Linked DNA regions of Sus scrofa: region 2 is linked to region 1. A link is a contact called in public HiChIP or PLAC-seq data. All regions are on one chromosome and are shown on one strand. Each heading gives the region's core, a stretch centred on a gene start, on an enhancer-like site or on the middle of the called end of the contact. The rest is flanking DNA. Distances are from core to core; before and after follow the strand shown.

What was found. HiChIP or PLAC-seq counts read pairs in DNA pulled down with a chosen protein or histone mark.
Region 2: an H3K27ac HiChIP or PLAC-seq map of alveolar macrophages shows a contact between it and region 1. The contact joins the promoter of PAXIP1 here to the promoter of INSIG1 in region 1. A contact is called at or near these places in 1 of 47 Hi-C or Micro-C datasets (embryonic fibroblasts) and 2 of 2 datasets of contacts at active chromatin or transcription factors (alveolar macrophages and skeletal muscle).

The regions. Positions count from the first base shown.
Region 1 is chr18:2,894,982-2,901,898 of Sscrofa11.1, forward strand. INSIG1 (insulin induced gene 1) reads right to left here and starts at 3,777. Exons shown (of 6, transcript NM_001244521.1): 1 at 3,702-3,777; 2 at 2,652-3,082. The coding sequence starts at 3,060.
Region 2 is chr18:3,064,010-3,070,926 of Sscrofa11.1, forward strand. It overlaps PAXIP1 (PAX-interacting protein 1), which reads left to right and starts at 2,844. Exons shown (of 21, transcript XM_021078627.1): 1 at 2,844-3,043; 2 at 5,393-5,527. The coding sequence starts at 2,963.

The sequences.
Region 1 (6,917 bases), core at 2,527-5,026:
ACGGCCTCGACGTGGGGTGATGGCTCTGCGGCAATTATTAACACGCTGGTCAGACATTCCTGACTTCAGGGCTACAATATGATATTTCAATTAAAACTAATTTTACATTTTTATCCTTCTTGAGTATAAACAATAAAAATTTAAAACAAAGTTGCAGTTTGGTTTGCCCTATAGCAGGAATGGAGCAGGGGCTACTTAGCACGTGCAGGACCCTGTAGCGCCTGTGCAGTCGGCCTTCGGCCTGCATCGGTGTTGCTCCATCTCAGTGCAGAGGGGCTTCCATGAGGGCCCGGAGGCCACAGCACGGCCTGCCATCGATCACGACCCACACTGATGAGGGCACCTCTCTGTGGATCTGCCTTCACCGCCATCCCCGGAGGCAGCACTGCCCTGTTAGGGGTTCCTGCATTTTCCGCAGGAGCCCCCGAGCACGGGCTGTGGTGGGTCGGGGTCCCGGGGCAGCCACACCCGACGGTCCCAGAGCCCAGGCCCTGAGCGGGGCATCGCGTGGGAAAGGAGGGAACCGGACGCCTCCTGTTTGTTTCCTCAAGCGAAAGATGATGAGGATTATGGACCGAGAAGCCCGAGGAGGGAGCGCGTAGTGTGCTCAGAAGAGTGAGGCTGTCCTCAGCCGTGGGACTTCACAGAGAACTCAGACGGGGGAAGGCGTGGCGCTCCAGAGAGAAGTCGAAGGAAGGAAGAGCAGGAGAGAAGAGGGTGTGGTGCCAGGGCCCTCGTGAGGTCACCCCGCTGCTGAGGCTCATGAGCGTGCAGCACCTGCCGTCCCAGCAAAGACGGAACCATTTCAGGTTCCTGAACAGAGAGGCAGGCAGAAACACACTGTGGCCCAGCATTCAATGGGCAGAAACACACTGTGGCCCAGCATTCAATGAAAGAGTTTCAGTTTCAATTTCATATTACATTTTATCCAGTTCTGCTTTTGCATTTTGAAAAATGAACCCCAACCATTCTGTGACTCAAGTCAGTATAACTTAATCTTGCCCTTTAAGGTTAAAAGCTAAATAAGTGAAAATGTACTATGGAATTTCTCCCCTTATGCCCTTGACGGATGGTTTAAAAAAAAAAGTGAGTAAGGTATGAGAAGTTGTGTTTCAGATATGCCTGGAATTCCTTGAAGCTTCAATTGCAAATCAAGCCTAAACTAAAATGGTTCAGTGGTTTTAAAAATCAAGCTTTTGATTCAAAGAAACTATTGTGCCAAATGTGAATAGAAAGAGATGTTTCTCCAAAAGGATTAAGAGTAGAGCCATGAACTTAAAGGGGTTAGAAAAACAACAGTAGCCAGTGTTTCTGAGAACAAAGAGAAAAACCTTCCACTCTCTGCTTCATCACCATAGTGTCCCCGTCATGAGGCATCCTGCCTAGGACACAAGCTCCACTCCAAGCCCACTGCTTCCTTGCAGTTTGAAGTGAGCCTGCTGAGAAGACGCCCCTCTCCAGGGTGCAGGGGACACACCCAGACTCCAGGGGGCAGTATAGGCAGGGTTGCGAACGGGGACCTGTCACTCCGCTGTGCCCCTGCAGACACAGGAGCTTCACCTCTCTGATTCAGTTCTCGCCTCTGTGCAGTGGCGCTGAAGCAGAGCACTGCTGAAAGGACCAAAGGAAGCACAGCCTACGGAACAGGAGGCAGGGCGCTCGTTCCCTGGTGGCCCGTGGGGCCGACGTGGCGCTTTCACCGCTGCAGCCGGGGTTCAGTCCCTGGTCTGGGAACTGAGACCCCACATCAAGTGGCTACGCACCGCGGCCAAAAAAAGAAGAAAAAAGGAGAAAGATCAGAGCCCGCGAGGTCGGCAGTTCACAGAGGGGAGCTACAACGCGAGGCTGTCCGACGGGAGTGTCTGCTCCGTGCTTTACAGCCAGGCGGGCGGAGGCCACAGAGAGCACCCGGCAGGTGTCCATTCATCCATTAATTCGTCCACAGCAAATGCTGTGTGACCGGAAGAACTGAGTGACCTTCTGAGCCATTTTTATAAAACCAAATAACTGAGCAACCAAATAACTGAGCAACTCTACTCCAAACAGCCAGTCCACCTGTCCACAGCAGACTGCTGCCCCGGGGTCACGACTGGGTCTGGCCAGGGTGGCTCCTGTCCAAACTCTAAACAGAGACTTCCTTTTCCTTCATCCCAGAGCCCAGCGGTGGGGGCAAGGCCAGGCTCTGGCCACGTTCACTGGGCTGTTCCAAAAAAGGAAGAGCAGGAGGCCGCTGGGCTGGGGCAGCAGCTCTGCCCACTGGGCCCACGTGACGGTTTGTTTTCAGTTACCGGGCCGGTAGCGTGTTCCCCGGGGCAGCCAATGGCACTCCAGCCCCGCCGCTCACCAGTCCTGCCCGCGGCCAATCCGGGCAGCTGGTTAGGATGACAGCTGCGGGGCTCCCCCAGCACTGGCCTCAGGGCCGGGTCAGGAAGAGGGAAGGACCTGGCCAGCCTGGCACGAGCGGGCGAGAAGCAGCCAGTGGCCTCCCCGCCATCTCCACCACCGGGCCTCCTCCAGCCTCCAAGCCCCCTCCCCAAACACAGTCGCTGGGATGCACAGTCTCCTCTGTGGATGGTTCCATTTTCACACAAATGGTTCCCACAGGCTGAAAACCGCTTTTCACCAGACAGACGTCGTTTGTTTCTACTCACCAGCGGCCGTCCCACAGCAGGGAGGGACCCACCAGGCTGAGGAGAAGATGGTGGCAATAACCTCCTCGGGGAACAGGGTGACATTCCTCTGGACCTGCAGCAGGTTCAGCACCAGGGCCAGCACGACCCCCACCGAGAACAGCACCAGGCTCCTCTGCAGCAGGTGGTGATGCCAGCTGTTGGTGTGGCCGCTGCCACCATGGCTCCCCATGCCAGTGCTCTGAGGCGCATGAGAGGGGTCAGGGCCCTGGGCACCGTGGGCCACCAGCAGAGAGGGGCCTGACACAGAGGAGCTGATCATCTCCCCCACTTTGGCCTCCTGCCCTCTGGCACTGGCCCTGGGGTGGCCTCTGTGGTTCGTGCCCTTAACACAGGGACAGCTCCAGAGGTGGTCGTCCAGTCTGGGCATCAGCCACACCTGACAGGCTTTCCTAGAAGGAAAACGGGGGTGGGGAGAGGGAATCCCGATCAAGTTCACTTCCAAGGGACAGGGCAGGTTCAGAGAGGCCCAGAGACATGGCTCTGGGCACGTTCACTGGCCAGGAAAACCCCCGAGTCTCAGGGAGTCAGCCGCACAGGGTAGCCCACGGGCAAGTACTGCGGGGGAGGGGCTGCAAGGACCCTGTCCACACCCGGGCCCTGGGTGATGCACAGGCTGCAGCCACAGCCAGGTGTTAGCTACACCTGGGTGATCCCGCTGCAGTACCTCCTTGTATGAGCCCTGAAGTTCTGGGCCGTACAGTCCAAAAGTTTTTCAGAATCCGCCCGTCTGCAGGAGGCAGAGGCCAGCCAGCGGCAGGCCGCCCCAGGACAAGTTGCTGGGGTCGTCCCGGACGGAGAACAGCCCTGGCAGAGCCCACCTGATGTCGGGGATGCAGTCCCCCACCCCGCGGCTGGGGCTGGAGTCAGGGTGCGCACCCAGGCCCGAGGGTGGGTGCTGAGGACCCCAATGGAAGGCCGTCTAGAGGGGCGGCTGCCGGGACCTCGACATCCCCGTCCCCAGGGCTCCCCACCGCTCCCGGCCCAGTTTCCCTTGCCGCACCCTCGTACCTGGCCAAGGGCGCCCGCCCGCGGGCTCGCCGGGGGAGGAGGTCGCCGAGGAGAGTCGCGGCCCAGAACGCCTGGAGTTGAGCCCGCGGCCGTCCACGCGCGGCGCAGCTTATAAGGCGGGCGGTGATACCGCTGCTCACGTGACCCCGGCCGGGCCCGCCACCCCGCCCGCGCTCTCGGGGCGTGGCCCATGCGCGCCCCGCCCCGGCCGCGCGCACGGCCGCTCACGGTCTGGTGAGGCGGCCGCGGCCAATCGTGGGCGGGCGGCCCATATGACGTCATCACACGCCACCGCCGCCCCGAGCTCGGCGCACTGGCTCGGGAGCGCGGACGGCCGGCGGCGGACTGGCTGTTCCCGGCCCGGGACGGGGGCTGGAACTGGGCGCGGCCGGACGGGGCGGGGGCGGGGGCCGCACCGACGGCAGGCAGGGGTCGGCCGAGAGCATCCGGGGCCCCGGGTGGGAGGCGCCCCGCGCAGGTTCCCGGCGGACCGCGGAGAGAGGGCGATTTCCAGGGATTGGCAGCCGCGGGCCTGGAGTCCGGCGGCTGAACAGCTAGGTCGCCGGACCCTCACCCAGGCGTGGCGGTTGGCAAGCCTCTCCCCTGCGGCCGCTCCACTTGGTCACTCTGCAGCCGCCTGTGCCCTGAAGATGCTCTGACCTCTGGTCCTTGTCAGCTCTCTCAGTGGTGGCCGCACCTGCTCATGCAAAGCGGGTTCGTGTGCGCAGCGACCAGCAGGTGCTGGCAGGGAGCGAGGGCTCGGAGACGAGAGCTGTGTATGCTGCGTGCAAGGATCTAGGTGTTGTTAAGGGTGCTTTTATGTTTTTCTGCCACCAGCGTGGTTCAGAAAACTTTTCTGACATAAAATACTTACGAAAATGTAAATGATGAAATCGTCATTCATAAAATCGTTTCTTCTCGTTTCGAATTGTCTTTCAGTGGGAAACAAACCATCAGAACCACTTAGAAAAAATAGAACGCTGTTTTATCTTGTTGATGTAATGTATTTATATCCTGTTTGCCCCATGGTCACACCATCTAAATAGCAGGGCAGGCCCTGTGCCACCTGGAAACCCACATTTTGTTGAGCAAGATACTTAAGATGTCCTGGAAAGACAGTAGAGCAAGTGTGCGGCCTTTTCTCTCTGCAGGTGAGAGGAAGTCTGTGCTCTAATAGGGTCAAGAGAGCTCACAGGCTTAGGCGGTGTCAAGTACTGCATTGTGTGGCATCGTACCTCAGGGTTTGTGGTTTTTATGGCAGAAGGTTGGAAAAAACCTTCCTGAGGTATCAACATTTCTCAGACTTCATTTTTAGGGGCTGATGGGGTGGGAATTCACATGAATTTGTGATGGCCATCAGGAGACTACAAAGAAAAGCCATGCCTGCAGTGGATGGCTCACTCTCCTGGCCCCCAAGGGTGATCCGTTAGGTGACTGGTCAGGCAGCGCTGTGCGAAGACATTTGCCGTGGAGTTCCCTTGTGGCGCAGTGGGTTAAGGATCCGGCGTTGTCACTCCTGTGGCTCAGGTTGCTGCTGTGGCACGGATTTGATCCCTGGCCCGGGATCGTCCACAATGGCAGGGAGTGGCCGAAAAAAAATTTTTAAATTAAAAAAAAAAAAGGCATTTGCCTTTTTAGTGTGTTACTGTTGCCCCAGGATCAGTACTGGTTTCCCTGTCACCTCTGCCTTACCAGCCAAACACACCCTGGTTGTGTAGATGTCCTACCGCTGTCCATGACGCCAGCAGGAATTTAACCCCATCTTTTATGATTCAAGCATGAATTAAAAGTGTCGGGAGTTCCCGTCGTGGCGCAGTGGTTAACGAATCCGACTAGGAACCATGAGGTTGCGGGTTCGGTCCCTGCCCTTGCTCAGTGGGTGAAGGATCCGGCGTTGCCGTGAGCTGTGGTGTAGGTTGCAGACGCGGCTCGGATCCCGCATTGCTGTGGCTCTGGCGTAGGCCAGTGGCTGCAGCTCCGATTCGACCCCTGGCCTGGGAACCTCCATATGCTGCGGGAGCGGCCCAAGAAATAGCAACAACAACAAAAGACTAAAAGACAAAAATAAATAAATAAATAAATAAAAGTGTCGTCTCTGTGGATTATAAGCAGAAATGACTCTCACAAACGATCATGTTCCATCAAGACGGCCTTGGCTAATAATGGGACTTGTTTTCTTTTCTCGAGCGTGACCAGACAAAGCAAGAGTGGCTGGAGAGGGGCCCCCATCCTCTGCTCTGCCTCCGGGTGAGCAGCGCCAGGCTTTCCTCTGTCCCAGTCAGCACCATACGCTTTGTTCAAAGCAATTTTGACGTCAAGGAATCCAGGTCTTGGCCATCATCGCCAATGCATCGTACACAAGTGCGTGAAGATAGGGGTGTGTGTGAACATGCACAGACTGTCACAGTAACATTGGAACTGGGTGGCCGCCAGAACAGAAAAAGCTGCCCAGCTATGGTTAGATAAACGATGATACCTCCATAGAGTGGGGGGCTGTATGGCCAGAGCCATTCCTTCCTCAACCATCAGCCTGTGCTGGGCCTCCCCTGCCCTCCATCGGCCTCAAGTCCTGCACACACGGGCTGAGAGGCCCTGATATGAACCAAGCTGTTAACCTCAAGGACATGCACGTACAGCACGGCCTCACCCCTGAAATGTCGGCGAGTCATGGATCCCACTGGGAAGCACCAGCAAATGCAGGAAGCTTCTCTCTGGCACATGTGCTTTCAGAACCTGGTCTGTTCAGGTACAGGAGGCCAAGTAAGCTGAGATGACCGCTCTTTACTTGGTACCGAGCAGCTGTATGCAGGGATTCCTGACAGCCAGAAAAAGGTGTGTCTGTCTGCTGGGATCTAGAATGGTTTTCTTCACCATTTTTCCTCCTGCCGTTCTGCTTGGCCTTGCTGACTATTCTGATATCTTTCCGTTTTAATCCTCCATGTGCCCAAGTACACGCTTCGTAAAAACACGGGTTCCTGTGCTGTCTGTCTGCTGCGTGGAAAAGGGCTGTCAATTCCGTTGGCTAATTGGTGTGTTAAGGTCTGTATTCACTCAGCCACCTTTTCCTCTTTACTGAAGCCGCTGGTGATACAGCCCAGCCTCTGACTCTCCATCACTTCTCGCATCTGTACTGAGACTTTGTGCACAGCAGCCTCCAGGGGCCACGCACAGGCCCCGTGGACCTGTGGGAAGGTGGGAGGGACGCCTGTGGGCTGC
Region 2 (6,917 bases), core at 1,594-4,093, 170 kb after region 1:
AAGTTCTCTCTTTCATGAAGAGGTCAAATGTTTTAGTCTGTAAACACCAACTGAGGGTCTAGTAAACATTGATAATATCTAACTTGAAGGGGTATGTGATTAGCTGAACTGAACACACTATATGACAACAAGATTGAGAAGCTGTATGCAGTACAAAAAGATGCATTTTTTTAAAAAGCCATTTGGAAATACTTATCTAAATAACTGCTTCAAGTTCCCACTAGTAAGTACAATTTGAGTTAAATATTCCCAACTTTTCCATTTTTCTAATTTCATACTTAACTTTTTTCCTAGCCTCGTTACCTAATTTTGCAAAATAGAAGATGAGAAATGTATTACTTTATGAAGTTAGTATGAGACAATGTTTATTTTCTGAAGGTTGATTAACAGAAAAATGATCATGCTTTGAACTTGGAAGAAGCTTAAAAATATCAATGCTCAGTGTCTTATGTGGGGTCATACATGGATCAACTTTAAAAGAAATACAAAGTTTCTATTAAATGAACTGATAACATCAGAACAGACACTACCCATATGAAATTAGATTCCATCTAAAGATGCTTCTTTGTCATTACTGGTAAAATAGCCGTGTTTGATACTCTGTGGGCCACGACCCAGGCCCAGGAGATGTTGTGTGAGGCTGTACATGTTACCGTACTGACCTCGCGCAGTTTACACTCCTGTTTTACAGTCTCTTTGGGTTGAGATTTTAGATTTCTTAGTTCCATAATCTGCCTTCTTGGTAAACTTGCCCTGATGAACGTTACACGTTTTTTAACTTATAAAATAAAATACCCAGTTGAGGTATGCTGTAAGTTTTCTAAGATAAAAGTACATGCTTAGTTCTTTTTTTAACCAAGGAAGGAAAAAGCTAAATAAGTTCTCCCACCACAGGTCAATACAAGGGCATGCTTCTTCTGGTTTGGTATTTAGAACACACGGAAGTTCCTACGGCTAGGGGTCAGAGCTACAGCCGCTAGCCTCTGCCACAGCCACGTGGGATCTGAGCCGCCCATGTGCGACCTACACCACAGCTCGCGCAACGCCAGATCCCCACACACTCAGCAAGGCCAGGGATGACTGCATCCTCATGGATACTAGTCAGGTTCGTTTCCACTGCGCCATAACCAGAACTCCCCCGTTTTTTTTCTTTTCTTAACATGGAAGGTAAAATGTTACAGTGGTCAATACTAAATATATGCTTGGGGTATTCAAAGGAAGGACAGCACATTCTTACTCATTCAGGCAAGTTCTCATATTTTGTTTGTTAAAAAGGATGTTGGCTTTTAGAATAACACCGTTTCAGACTGTTCAAAACGCAAATGAAAAAGACGAAACCAGAAAACAATACAATGATAAAACCTAAGAATATTTAAAAGGCTTATCGTATCCTTACTTGCTACTCATACAAAATCATTTATTACACACAAGTGTACAATCAAAACCCTATTCACCGTTTTTAAAAAGTCAGTGTACATTGTACCGATCAATGAGCCGACCACGTCAACTTTCACGTTCAGAACGTCTCCCTTATCGCAGACTTAAAGTGATACAACAAAGGCCTCTGAGATGAGTTAGGGTTGTATTAAGGTGCCACAGTACCTTGGAAAGGTTTCTCTCCTAACCAATTACACTACCGTTTATTTAAAAGGGCTTGGAGTTCCCGTCGTGGCGCAGTGGTTAACGAATCCGACTAGGAACCATGAGGTTGCGGGTTCGGTCCCTGCCCTTGCTCAGTGAGTTAACGATCCGGCGTTGCCGTGACCTGTGGTGTAGGTTGCAGACGCGGCTCGGATCCTGCGTTGCTGGTGGCTACAGCTCCAATTCGACCCCTAGCCTGGGAACCTCCATATGCCGTGGAAGCGGCCCAAGAAATAGCAAAAAGACAAAAAATAAAATAAAAAATAAATAAATAAAAGGGCTTTACCGCTTGGAAGGTAGCGGCAGCAGTGGGTAATGGTTTGAACCACTTGGGGGAGGAAACTGTGGGGCTGATTCACGTGCATTTTCACGCTCAGGCGCCTCAGGGCCTCTGGGCCTCGGTGGATCCGGGGAGCCTGGCGTCCCGCAGCCGCAGCGCCGCCCCATCCCGTGCCCGCGCAGGTGCGCCCGGAGCGCTGCTGGGAGAGCAGGTGCGCCCGGAGCGCCGGTCTCCAGGCGCCACCGGATGACGTCAGAGCGCGCGAAGACGTCATGACCGTCTGTCGTCAGCAGAGCCGGAGGGAGGGGCGCGGGGCTCGTTTTTTTGACGGTCCGGGTCCCGGGAGGAGCAGGTTCGGGCGACGGCGAGAAGCCACTGGCCGCGAGCGCGCGCCCGGGGAGCTGGTTACGCGGCCTAGCGCCCTCATCCTCCAGCCAAGACTCAGGACCCTTTCCTGGGCCTTAGGCGTTACCTCGGGTCCTGCCAGGCAGCAGCCGGCGACGCTCCGTCTCTGTGCGCCCCAGACCCCGAAGCCGGACCCGTTCCCTCCGTGGTTGCCGTCGCCGGCCCGCCCCTCCGCGGTGCGCATGCGCCGCCCTTGCGGCCGCGCGTGTCGACGGGAGGGCCGCCCGTACCCTTCTTTCCCGGGACCGGCCCACTCCAGCCTTGACGGGGGGGCGCGTTTCCCCGCGAGCACGGGGCTTCCTGCTGTGGGGACGGCGGCGGCCACGGCCCCCTGGCTCTGGAGTGGGCCGTTCGGTACCCGTGTCCCCGGTGCCGCGGGCCGCAAGACGGACACCGGGTGGGGCGGGCCGAGCGCCTAACTTGGGCGCTCCCCCTCGGCGTCGGGCGGGATGGTGCGGCCCGCAGGGCGCGCGCGGCTCCCGCGCTCGGGCGGCCCGGCGCGGGCGGGGGCGCAGAGGGCGGGGGAGCGGGCCCGACTTGCAGGACCGGGCCGGGGCCGCGCCGTTGGGGAGCGGGCCCCGCGGGGCTGGCCGGGCGGGGCAGGAGCCGCCGCGGAGCCTTCGGGCCGCCGCGACCATGTCGGACCAGGCGCCCAAAGTTCCCGAGGAGATGTTCCGGGAGGTCAAGTACTACGCGGTGGGCGACATCGACCCGCAGGTACCACACCGCCCCCGCACCGTCCTCCGCGTCCCCGGCTCTGCTCCCGCCCCGGGCGCGCGCCTGCACGTTGAACGTCCGGGACCTCTTGCCCCAAGCCCGCCGGCCTGGCTGCGCGGAGGCCGGGCCGCCTGGCGCCCAGCAGGCCGGCGGTGGGGGCCGGAGGGAAGGGGGTCTGCGGGACCCGCGGGCGGGGAAAGGAGAGGTCCTGGGAGTGGAAACTTGAAGAGGAGGGTGTGCCCAGATGGGGGGGGGAAGGGCACGTGGGTGGGGGTCTGCGCTAAGAGTCGGTTGTCACGGTCCCCGCGTGGTGGGGGACCGGGGTGCTGTCGCGGAGCTGCCTTGTCCGCTTCCCACTCTGCCCCTTTGTGGGGAGGAATCCAGACAGGGACACCCTACCTGCTGCCAGCTCCAGCTGCCTGGGCCCCGCCAACAGTGGGTCCCGCGGGGACGGGTTGGCTACGGGAACTTTGGCAGGAGGTGCTGAGTAGGGGCCTGGGTTCCTGGCTGCGGAGGGGCAGTTAGTTGCCCCTGGTGTGGCAGCCACCTGAGGTCGTACGTCTGCAACTAGTGTGTGGCCTTGAAGTTTACTACCAGCGACTTCGTGTTTCTTGGTTTTCCTAAATATACAGTAAGTGTGGGTAATGCGCTGTTAATACGGTCACACGAAACATTTTCTTGTGTGACCTCACGCCAAAGGATATTGTCGCCTTTCCTAAGTTTTTTGTAAGTCATACATCTGTTGGAACGTCAGCATGTTAATTTTCCATGGTGGGAACCTACCTTTATTGAATATTCAGCTGAATCTCAGGCTACTCGCTTTCCTAAAGCTCATGTGTAGGAAAAGACGGCTGTACTGTCTTGATGTCTCCTCAGGAGTGGAGACAGATACTTAACAGACTTGGGTGGCATGGAAGGAATTGTGAAAGGCCGATTGGTTTGGGCCTTCTGGAGGTGTCTGTGGTGGTATTTTAGGAACCAGATGCCCTTGGATGACTCCCAGGGTGCACCCTTTCTTCTACGGTAAGCGTCAAGAGGCTTGGGATTTAATAGTGAACAGGTGCTGAGCTCAGAGTGACGGCTTCTTCCTTCTGACTACGGATTTCCCTTTCTTCACTCTCCACTCTTCTCCTCCCTGCTTCCTACCTCATTTTAGGACTTTGGCTGTTGAGAGGGACCTGAACCAAATGTTACTTAAAACCTGGACCAAGCTGAACAGGAGTCATGTTCACTCAACTGTTAATCAAGTCTAAGGGCTTTTAAAGTGTCCTTGGCAAACCACTTTGATCCAAAACAAAGTATTTTCTAAAAAAAAAAAAAAAACTTTACAGCCAGAGTATTTGATTCTCTGAATCCTCGAAACGTGGATGCAGAGCATTCACGTGTGTTGGTTTCACTCCCCACCCTGTGCTCGGTGCTTGAGGGCTCATTCGCTCTCTGGGCCTTGGCCCCGTCTCAGATGGGGCCCAGGTCTCATCCTCAGACGTGCTGGGTGTCTTTCTAGGTCTCACAGTGGCACCGAAGAGGGACGTGCCCTAAACAAACACACAGTCCTCATCCCCGCAGTGTTTCTCCGACACAGGCCCCTTGGAGGCACCTAGTCTTGCTGGTGCTCTCACATCGCTTCTTGCCCCTAATGACCTGCTTTTCCCTTAGTTACCTGCCTCTTTCGCCTGAATGTTCATAGCTGTTTCTTAACAGGCGTCCTGGCTCCAGACCTGCAGCCAACCCCATGTGTTCTTCTTACACTGTCAGGGATCTTCCTGTAAGATCTGATCAGGCCGCTTCCCTGCTTCACACCTTTCTGTGCCTCCAGAAGACAGCTCTGTATTTTGGGGTAAAACCCAGCGGGTTTTGCGTAGCGCCTGTGACACTGCCATCGAGGGTCTCATCATCGTCTTCACCTGCCCATTGTGTTGAATGCTCCTCATGCCACACCGCGTGCGTATTTTTGCCTGGTGATGCCTCTGAATTCACAAGGACACCACGCCTGTAGCTCCTCTGCAGAAACTTTTCCACTTACTGGAAACCATGCATCCCCAAGCCTTGAGGGTAGACCTGGATGGGTTGTGTCCTAGCCGGGTCTCTGCTGTGTTCACCTCGTCCGTCCTCGGGGACTGGCTGGTACGTGGTTCGCCGTCGCTTCCACATGGACCAGTCAGCGCATCAAGATTTGCTGCTTTTTATTGTCCCCACGTGTTTCATTGCATGTGACTCAGTGAAAGAGTCTTAATCCCACGTGGAAAACGTGGTGTGTGTTTATTAGAAACTTTGTTGTTCATGGTAATTTGTATAAGTTGAGAATGAAATGGGGTGTTTTCCATTTTAATTCATGTGGTTTTTTCCAAGGTCATTCAGCTTTTGAAAGCCGGGAAAGCCAAGGAAGTGTCCTACAATGCGCTAGCCTCGCACATCATCTCGGAAGACGGGGACAATCCCGAAGTGGGGGAAGCGCGGGAAGTCTTCGATCTCCCTGTCGTAAAGGTTGGTAGTGAATTTAACTCTACTGTTTATCACACAGCGTGACGTTTCAGCGCAGCTCTTGCCAGAGTTTGCTTAGGTGCCGCCTGGATGGGAGGCCACCGGGTGAAGGCAGCTCTTCTGACGTCTCAGGGCCCGTCTCAGCCTCAGGCCCTTTACGACCAGTCACACCACAGCCAGGTTCCTGCACCTCACAGCTGACTCCGTTTTGTCGCTGTCCGAACCTCTCGAAGCGGGGGAGACGTCTCGTGGGGCGTGGACGCGTTGGCCTGAAGCAGAGGACGTTGGTGGATTTTCCTAAGAACATGTGTCTATTCTGCAGGCAGGCCGAGGCCTGTCGCAGGAGCGCCAGGAGCCGGCCCCCCACCTGCAGGCGGAGGAGTTGAGGGGCCCCTGCCTTGTGTGGGCCATGTCCCTGCTTTCCAAAAAGGGCCACAGCGACTGCTCGTCCCGCTGAGCCCTGCTGGCTCCCTGCACCACTGTCCAACCTGACCTGTGGGGAGTTTGTGCCTGAAAGTGGGGCCGCAGCTATTGGGCGAGTCGTTGGGATTTTGCTGATCTGCCCTCTGTGCTGCTTTGCTGCGGCTGGTAGTTGAACTGAGGGCGCTTAAATGTGGGGCTTTTGAAGGTAATTGTGTTATTTTGGTCCTTGAGGGCTTTTCCTCGTCCTCCACCACATCACGTGTTTGTTTTAAGTGGTGCCTGGTTTCCCCCTTCTTCGTGCTATCATGTGTGTTGCCTTAAAAACAATTCAGTGAGAAAGTTATTGAAGCTTCGTAAGGAGAGGTAGGAGTCAGGGAAGAGCGCTGTGAAGTCGGGCTGGGCAGTGGAGACGCCAGCTTGCTGCTGGCAAGTCCTGACCCTCCCCGGGACCAGGGGCCCAAACGGACTCGTGCAGGCTTAGGAACCTGACTTTTTGAAGATAAACCTGAAAACGGATCTGCCTCACAGGAGACTCGTGTAAACCAAACCCTCCCGAGACTGCTGGGCCTTCCAAATGACTGCTGTTTGCCGCGACGAGCGCAGCGGGCACGTGGGGCACGTGGCTGTCCGCAGGTTCCTGCCTTTCCACCTGCCGTGGCTTGGGCCCGTCTGGTCTGTGGTTCGCGTCTTCTGTTTGGCAGCCGTGGGGCCTGGGATGCCTCCTTTCCCTTCCTGCCGACTCTTCCTCTCAGACAGAGGCCTGGAGCTGCTTATCAGCCGGGCTTCACGTGTGTTGTGTGCCTTTCCCAGCGAACCTGAGAAGCGCAGCCAGGCCCTTGCTCCAAACTGCTTACAGCAGCGCCCTGAAATCTGGCGAAGCTCTCAAGCCTCTCTTCATAGCGACTCTTATGCGATACCCCCTTTATCACCCCGAGATGAGATTCTTGTGTAAGATGACGTCACATAATGT